Regions from separate parts of the Mus musculus genome. Here region 2 is linked to region 1. A link is a contact called in public Micro-C data. All regions are on one chromosome and are shown on one strand. The core of a region is the stretch at or near the end of the contact, and the rest is flanking DNA. Distances in the headings are between cores, read along the strand shown. Region 1 overlaps Fam161b (family with sequence similarity 161, member B). Region 2 holds the start of Aldh6a1 (aldehyde dehydrogenase family 6, subfamily A1).

Region 1 (3,935 bases), core at 1,064-3,563:
AATGGCGATTTGTATTTCCAAAAGAACTGTGAACCTAAGTCATTGCTTGACCACTGTTTATAGTACAGCAATCAGGGGCAAACTCAGAGATCCACCATCCTGGTTGTGCTGGCTTTTCCTCTGCATAGTAAGTAGCGGTGAACAAGAGGCTTTCTGACTTTCAGTCCCCCTCAGAGGAAGGGGGCCTAGTATGTCTACCTCCTCAGAGCCTGGTGAGAGTTACGCGAGATATAAAGTCTTTGGTTCCTGGTTGGCAGCTCTGTAAATAGTAGCTATGAGTACTGCTCCAGCCAAGGGAAACAACTAACAATCTATTGACTCCTAGCTGGGTATGGCCATTTTACTCAATACTTTCTGTTCAATCAATGGATTTCTCTTCTGTGGGAAATCACAGAACCCAGAAAGTAGGAAAGCATCATCTGCCATTGGTTTTCGCCTCAGAATAGCTGTTGAGATGGGGTTCCCTGCAGGCCATCCTGGCATGAAAGTCACTGTGTAGCTGGGACATCCTGAACATCTGGTTCCTCCTGCACTGGGACTACAGGTCTGTGCCACGCCCATCCCCAGAACCATCCTTTTCTGAAAACAGTTGTGGCAGATGTATAGAAAATCATATTCATAGAAACACCCACTAGGGGCTGGAGAGATGGCTCCGTGGTTAAGAGCATGTACCGCAGAGGACTTAAATATAGATCTCAGTATCCACACTGGGCTGCTCACAACTGTAACTCTAGCTGCAACAGACCTGATGCCTTCTTCTAGACCCTGGGGGCACTTGCATTCAGACCTGCACATACCCCTATCCCCAAATACACACATATACAAGCAAACAAACACCTTAAAGAAAGAAAAGAGAAGACATAACTGAGCGCAGAGAAGGTCCTACGATTGCTTATGCATGTGCCCAGGTCATCTACTATCTCTGCTCTCTCCTTTAGAATGTCACTTGAAAAGAAGGACAAATCAGACATGAGCATTCAGTGGTTGGAGGTGCACAAAAAGAACTGTCAAGCCATGTCTAAATCAGTGACCTTGAGGGCCAAGGCCATGGATCCCCACAAAAGCCTGGAAGAGGTGTTCAAAGCGAAGCTTAAAGAGAACCGGTCAGTGTCCTCCACGGTCCAAGGGGGTTGCCTGAATTGGGTTCTAGCACATCGATGGCTGTGAAATGGCAAAATGGAGTCATTGGAGTAAACTACACCATCAGCAGAAGTTACAGGCTTGGCAGGCAATAGGAATTTAGTGTACACGGGAATGCCTCTGCTTAGCTTGCATGAAGGGTTTCTGATTTTGAAAGAGATTGGTTGCTTCTAGAAACCTTGTTAATTCCAGGAGCAATGACCGTAAAAGAGCAAAGGAATATAAGAAAGAACTGGAGGAAATGAAGAAAAGAATACAAACAAGGCCCTATCTCTTTGAACAAGTTACCAAGGTAATCCAGACTCTCAACGTTTTCCTGCCTTGGGTCAAAGGTTTCTTAGAAATTGTGAAAAGATTTTACTCTGTGATTATTTTCTTAAAACTCAGATCCTCTAAATTGAACTCCATGGTGGTTAATCTTTTCAATTTGACTGTGCCTGGATGACCCAGAAAATTAACACACTCCACTTCAGGGTGTGTCTGAGGGTGTTTCCAGAAAGAATTAGCTAAGGAAGAACTGCCTTGAATATAGACAGCATGGTCTCCTAGGCTTGGGGTGCTCGGTTGGAATAAAAGGCACAGACACATGGACATTCTGTTGGCTTCCTGGCCAACATGACATGGCAGCAGCTACCATATGCTTCACCTCTATAATGGTGTCTGGCCAAAGTCCAAAGTGACAGGCCCAAGGGACCATGGACTTAAACATCTGATATTTGAGACAGGGTTTCTTTTTATGGAGTTCAAGCTGACCTATAATTCATTGAGTCCGGGCTGGACTTGAACCCACCACCCTCATGCCTTAATATCCCCGGTGCTGGGATTGTAGCCATACACCAGCACACCCAGCTTATATACTTCTTAACTTGCTTTATTGATGCGATTTTACTCCAAATACAGGTCCTTAAAGATCACAGTGCTTTATAAGCACCCCTCAAGGCTCTTTCCAGAATAAGTGGCTATTAGGCTGAGCCATTTGAAAAATATTCTCTGGACTTTAAGAAGGTGAATTCAGTTGAGATCTCCCTAAGGAAGCTCTAGAGCCCTTGAACATCCAGAAGGACCCACCCCAGGCAGTTTAGTGTGGTATCTGGCTCTGTGGTTCACTGTAGGCATGAGTTCCATCTCAGAGCATGTGGCATCCCTAGGTACTAATGGCTCTCCTCCTCCTCCAGGCGGCCCTGCCCCCTGCTGGACTGTCCGGAACATACTTATGGTCCACTCCTTTAGGTCCCCTTTTGTAGAAAACACAAAGTAGCCTGTGGTTTTGTTCTTAGATATGTAAAACAAGGTAGCCTTCTAGCTACTTACAGACCACACTCCTCTTGCTAAGCATTTGTGATATGTTAGTCTTCCTGAGGATGGTTTGGATGCTTTTCAAGGGCGTGCCTCTCAAATTAATTAGGAGCTGACACCTCCTAGAAGTGTTAGAGATATGAAATTGTATTTGTACCTGTATGTGAACAAGATCCCCATGGGACTCATTTTATAAACTGTGGCTAACAATAAGGCTCTAAGTCATTCCTGTGCCAGCTTTGTCCAGCACTAAAGGTGTGGGTGGTGGAAAGGGCAATATTTTAAAGACGGATTCCCCAAGTAACTCAGAGTCATACTTGTCACTTCCACTCCACAGGCCCTCGCCAGGAAAGAAGCAGAAGAGCGCTATAGGGACGCCCTGAAGCAGGCCGGCCTGGAGGAGGAGTTTGTGAGAACCAAGAGTCAAGGCACAGAGGCAGTGTGATGAAGAGAAAGCCAAAGTCAAGGAATCTCACCGGTTAAGAGGTATTGGTGTTATCCCTAAGGACGCGACCAGGAGGGAACGTAGAGAAGTTGCTCACGTGAGATAACAGCCCTGCACTTACACAAAAGCGCATCCACAAGCCCCTGAGCAACACTGTCTATGTGAGGCGATGGCTGCTCGGCTGCCATCCCTGCTCCTTACAGCTGACACCCCAGCATCACCTCTTTCATAACTGATGTATCATAAGGCAAGGAGAGAAAAGCAGAGTGCTGCTGTTATTTCCAGTTTTATTAAGTCCAAGTAATTCCTGTTTTCTCTTTAAAATTCTATTCTACCAAAAAATATAATAATAATGAAAATGTTGGAACCATTCTTAAACCTCACAGATCCTTTCCATTTAAAATACTGTTTTTTTCAGCAACTATGAAGCTACAAAACTCAGCATCCGAGGTTGACGGCTCAATTTAGAAGACTTTACAACTGCCTGCTGGCCCCAGGCTGGAACAGCAATGGCTAACCAATCTGCTTGTTGAAATAGGTCACTCACCATATCACATCAGAGCACCAAGCAACCAAGTGTGGAGGAGCTTGAGTTTAGAGTCATCTGTTAGGGTTTGGGAGAACAGAACAGAACTTCAGAGATCAAAGTGGATCCGAGGGTAGATGTACCTTAGCCCAGAGTAAAAGGCTCTTGCTTTGCACTTTACACTTAGAAGTAGGTATAGAAAATACAAGTAGAGCCCACATCTATCAAGTAGGTATAAGAGGAACAGAGGTAAGAAAATAGGTGGCAATAAGGAAACAGAAATCCAGGACAGCCAGACTAAATACATTCTCATCGGCTTCCAGTAACCTGCAATCTTAGCAGCTAAACATAGGAATACTGTGTGTGAAATAAAACATGATTCTCAGCCCACATCTGCAACCTTAAGTACAGGCCTTATCATTAGCATCTGACACACTCGGACAAGTCAGTTCTTATTGTTTGTAGGATTAATTTATAAGCTTTTTTTTAAAAAAGGATTTATTTATTTTCTATGAATACACTGTAGCC
Region 2 (4,163 bases), core at 497-2,996, 100 kb before region 1:
CTACAATTCCCTCTACAGCCTAGGCAAGCCTGAAGCAACAAACCTCCTGCCTCAATCTCCCAAGCTAGAATTAGAGGTCACACACCAAGGCCAGTTTTACTTTTGGATAAACGTTAACTTAAAGCCAAATCCTTTACAGGCATTATTCTAAAACCTAGGATTAGCCGGGCAGTGGTAGTGCACGCCTTTAATCCCAGCACTCGGGAGGCAGAGGCAGGCGGATTTCTGAGTTCGAGGCCAGCCTGGTCTACAGAGTGAGTTCCAGGACAGCCAGGGCTATACAGAGAAACCCTGTCTCGAAAAACCAAAATAAATAAATAAATAGTAAAAATAAACAAACAACCCCCCCCCAAAAAAAAACCCTAGGACTAAATTAATGAAATAAGACAGAATTGGAATTTATAGTTGGGTGTGGCCCGGGCAAAGTGCAAAGTTAACAGAATAACTATATAAACTGAGATGCTGAATAATGACAGAAGAGCAATTCCAAATATTAAAGCAAAACCGCGAGCAAAAGCATACGGGTATATCAAGAACACCTATATGTCTACTGAGATGACTTGCGTCTTAGAAGACAGAATAAGCAGAATTGCTCCTGCCCTCAGCCTACGGAAACAACACATAAAGTAGAGGGGTGACGAGTTAAGGAAGAGTTGAGAAGCGTGAGAAGCGACATTAACAAGCCGAATTTTCACTCCCTCGGGACTCAGGGCAAGGAAACCAGGTCCCCGCACCTCCTGCTGCCAAGGCAACGGACCTGAACTGAGGAGACAAGCTTCTCTCTCTGCCGGCTCGGTAGAGGAATGAACCCTAGACCTCATGTCAGTCACCACTCACACTTCACAGCCATAGAGCTTGAGAGACTCATACGTACCAGCTCTACTGAGATGAGAACAGAACCAACACTCCAATGGGCCTGTTCAAAAAGAAAGTTCCCTTTCCCCTCAGCAGCTCCTTTTGAACCCTCAGCATCACCGATGGGCCGGAGCGACCTCTGTCCTTTTTCCCCCCATAGGGACTCCGGTTGATGGACTCCTTCCTAGTACACAGCAAGGAGACCTGGTACTAGGCACCTGCTAGCTGAAAAGCCGGCATACCCCAAAGGAGAAAAGTGGGAGAGAAAGGAGAGGGGCGCAAGAAAAAAAGAGTAAGGGTGAGGACAGAGGAAGTTCCCAGAGAAGCAAATAATGATACTACAGGCCAACAATCTCCAAGCCGGCTCTTACCGTCTGTGGGAGACGCCATCTTCCAGCCCATGTCACGTGACGTAACCAACCGTCGGCGGGAAAGCGAGGATCCGCAAGCCACGCCCCTAGCAGGGATAACCTATCCTTAGCTCACAGCCCGGTCTCGTTTCCCTACTTCATAGGGTAACATTTGCCTAGTCCCACCCCAGACAGCAGCCCCACCCACGGAGTGGTTAAAGTGGAACGCAGGCAAAATTCTTCAAGGACCTTATTTACTTTCCTTAGCAAGGGGGCGGGACCTTAGAGAGCCTACCTACAGCCAATCGGAGTTCCCGGTTAGGGGGCGTCTTCCCTGTGTGCTTACTATGCAGTACCAAGTCGAGGGGGCGTCTCCATATTTCCGCCAACAAAAATAGGATAAAGTGAGAGAAGCCCAGAACGCTTCCACCTTTGACCAATCACCTATTCCCAGGGGTGGGAATGATGGGTGGAGTCAAAGATTCCGACAAGTGATTGGTTATAGGAAGTGGCCCTTCCCTCCAATGGAGAGGCTCGGTCGTGTTCTGGGCGTGGCTTAACGGTGTTGCTTCAAGGGAGGCACTGGCAGCCGAGACGCAGGCGAGCTGGGCAGAGTCGGTGAGCCATGGCGGCGGCAGTGGCGGCAGCGGCAGCAATGCGGTCCCGGATCCTGCAGGCGAGTGAGGGTGGCGACGAGGGACCATGATGTTAGAAATGGGTCCTTTCCGCCCCGTCTCTAAACCATGCTTCTGCCGGACAGACTTCTTGGCCCAGCCCCTTCTTTGCAGCCCCTTGTGTTCCACCAGACCCGTGCGTCAGGGCTGTCACTCTGTACCGCCTGGCCCCGAGATTCAGCCCCGGACGGTCACGCCTGCTCCCCACTCCCCTTTACTCCTGAGCCTTTTCTTTTTTAGCTTTGACCCACCCACCTCCAGTCCAGCTCAGTCCTTGCTGTCACATGCTGGCTTGCTTTCTCTTTTTTGGTTCCTCCCACGGTCTCTCTTTCACCTCTGTACCAGCCACCTCTGTGCCCCAGAAACTCCTCCTTTTGGTCGCTGTACATAGAGTACTTTCCTTTGCCAGGAGCGTCCCTTCCCCCCATCCAGCCTCTATGTGAGGCAAGAGGGGATGGGAGCTCATTAAGGACATGGAACTAAGATCAGAGAAGGAACTTTGAATCTCCTAGACATGTACCCTAGGTTTTCATATCAAAAAGGCAGCCATTTGTTAGTTTTCACAAACATTCTGGCTTTTAGTGTTTTTCCCAAGCCCTGGGCCAAGTTAAACTTTCTCAGCGAAGTTAAACTTTTGGAGGTAAATAAGGGCATGTGGTTTTGCTAATACTGCTTCATTCAAAAGACTAAACATTCCCCCAGACAGGTGGTAGAAAATAAGAGCCTAGGAAGACACCTTCCGAAAATCAGTTCTCAAGTGCCGACATATCCTCTTCTAGGCTGCAGTTGGAACCCCACGGACGCCGCGCAAGGGAAGTTGTAGAGTTCCAGAAGCTGTATGCCGGCGATCCCCAGCTTTGATTATAGCTTTTCCCTGTGTTTGCATCTTAGCATGGACTTAGAATCTGAGGCAAGACTTGCTCTGTTCCTGGCAAGATTCATAATCCAGTATTAAGCGACACTATCTCTTACTCATCCAGCCTAGGAATGTCTCCTGTTGCACTTTTATATAAACTTTAATTTCTTTCTACTCATCAGGTTTTTAGGAGATCTACTGCAGAAATGTGTGCATGTGTTTGATTCTTGGTGGAGTCCCCAAAGGGTCAGGTTTGAATGTCATTTAATGGGACAGTGTAGAGAATGAGCTGGAGGTCTTTGGAGGTTGGCGTGACCTCACTCCCCTACTTCTGTTCTGGTATCTTTTCCTAGTAACAGATAGAGCATTTCCTCTCTAGGTTTTCTATTCCCAACCTCTTAAAATCCTTTATATATATAAAAAAAAAATCTCTCCCCTCTCGTCATTACCCCATCACCATGAGTCAATGAAAATCCTGAGGTATTTTGTCTTTTGCATAAAAGCAGAATTTCTCCTTTTTTGGAAGAAATACTTTTTTTTTCTTTCTAAAAACCAAATTGTAGAAACCTCTGAACTGACTTGGAAAAAGACCAGAAATAGTTCTTAAACAATTAGTTACTGTAATCTGACACTTTGATAAAGGCTAATCTATGTGATCATATGGTACATGTATGCAGGCCTAGTTTTTGGAGAAACACAGGCAGGAAAATCTCTTGAGACCTTCACAACCAGCCTGAGAAGGGAACCCTCCAGAGAGCAGGAGAGGAAATGAGGAGAGCAGTTAAATAAGAGGATGAAAGGCAACATTGTATACTGACATGCCTGAAGACACTTCAATGAAACCTAGTAATCAGTCAATGGTTACAAAACAAAACAAAACCTCAACAAAAATGCTTTCTAAAATCAAATGCAGAGCTAGAGAGGTAGCTGGAAGGTCAGGAGCGCTAACTCCTCTTCAGAGGGCTGGTGTTCAGTTCCCAGCACCCACACTAGGTAGCTCACAACTGTCTCTAACTCCAGCATTAGGGGTTCTTATGCCTTCTGGTCCCCAAGGGCATCTGTATGCATATTGCATACAATCATATATACACAAAAACTAAAAAAAAAACAAAAAAACAAAAAAACCTTAACAAAATCAACGACAACAAAACACCTGGATAACTTACTAACACACACACACACACACACACACACACACACACAGGGGGGCGGGGGGGGGAGGAGCTACACAGAAAAGAGAACATGTTGTACATTCTGACAGCCGCGAATCTTAAAGGAACTAACAGAAGAAACTAAGAAGGATCAAATTATATTTCAGAGTTTTTAAATTTTATTTTTTAGGGCAGCATACAAAGTAATCGGTGAGTTCTCAGTTATTTTAAGTGTTCAGCCTATCTTTTCTGTTTTGGAATTAGAAGAATTTAACCT

The links. A called contact is a pair of places that touch in the nucleus more often than the background predicts.
Region 2: a contact with region 1 is called in a Micro-C map of trophoblast stem cells, with 2.6 times the contacts expected there. The contact joins the promoter of Aldh6a1 here to the enhancer-like site in region 1. A contact is called at or near these places in 17 of 39 promoter capture datasets (the 3T3-L1 cell line, 3T3-L1-derived adipocytes, the C10 cell line and 12 more), 3 of 15 datasets of contacts at CTCF or cohesin (the NIH/3T3 cell line, large pre-B cells and pro-B cells), 35 of 484 Hi-C or Micro-C datasets (B cells, the C10 cell line, the C2C12 cell line and 24 more), 12 of 115 datasets of contacts at active chromatin or transcription factors (the 230-238 cell line, bone marrow-derived macrophages, embryonic stem cells and 6 more) and 4 of 9 other capture datasets (adipose tissue, embryonic stem cells, liver and 1 more).

The regions. Positions count from the first base shown.
Region 1 is chr12:84,345,774-84,349,708 of GRCm38.p6, reverse strand. Fam161b (family with sequence similarity 161, member B) reads left to right here. Exons shown (of 9, transcript NM_001358283.1): 6 at 939-1,103; 7 at 1,333-1,432; 8 at 2,774-2,922; 9 at 3,300-3,935. The coding sequence ends at 2,881. Among named protein-coding and RNA genes, the nearest start is that of Fam161b, 14 kb to the left of the region's middle. Within about 2 kb of position 2,313, at least 5 of the 459 cell types and tissues checked have an H3K27ac peak or open chromatin away from gene starts, as enhancers often do. A contact at or near this core is called in trophoblast stem cells, where this site is marked.
Region 2 is chr12:84,448,607-84,452,769 of GRCm38.p6, reverse strand. Aldh6a1 (aldehyde dehydrogenase family 6, subfamily A1) reads left to right here and starts at 1,746. Exons shown (of 12, transcript NM_134042.3): 1 at 1,746-1,881. The coding sequence starts at 1,831. Lin52 (lin-52 homolog (C. elegans)) reads right to left here and starts at 1,262. Exons shown (of 6, transcript NM_173756.4): 1 at 1,227-1,262. The coding sequence starts at 1,257.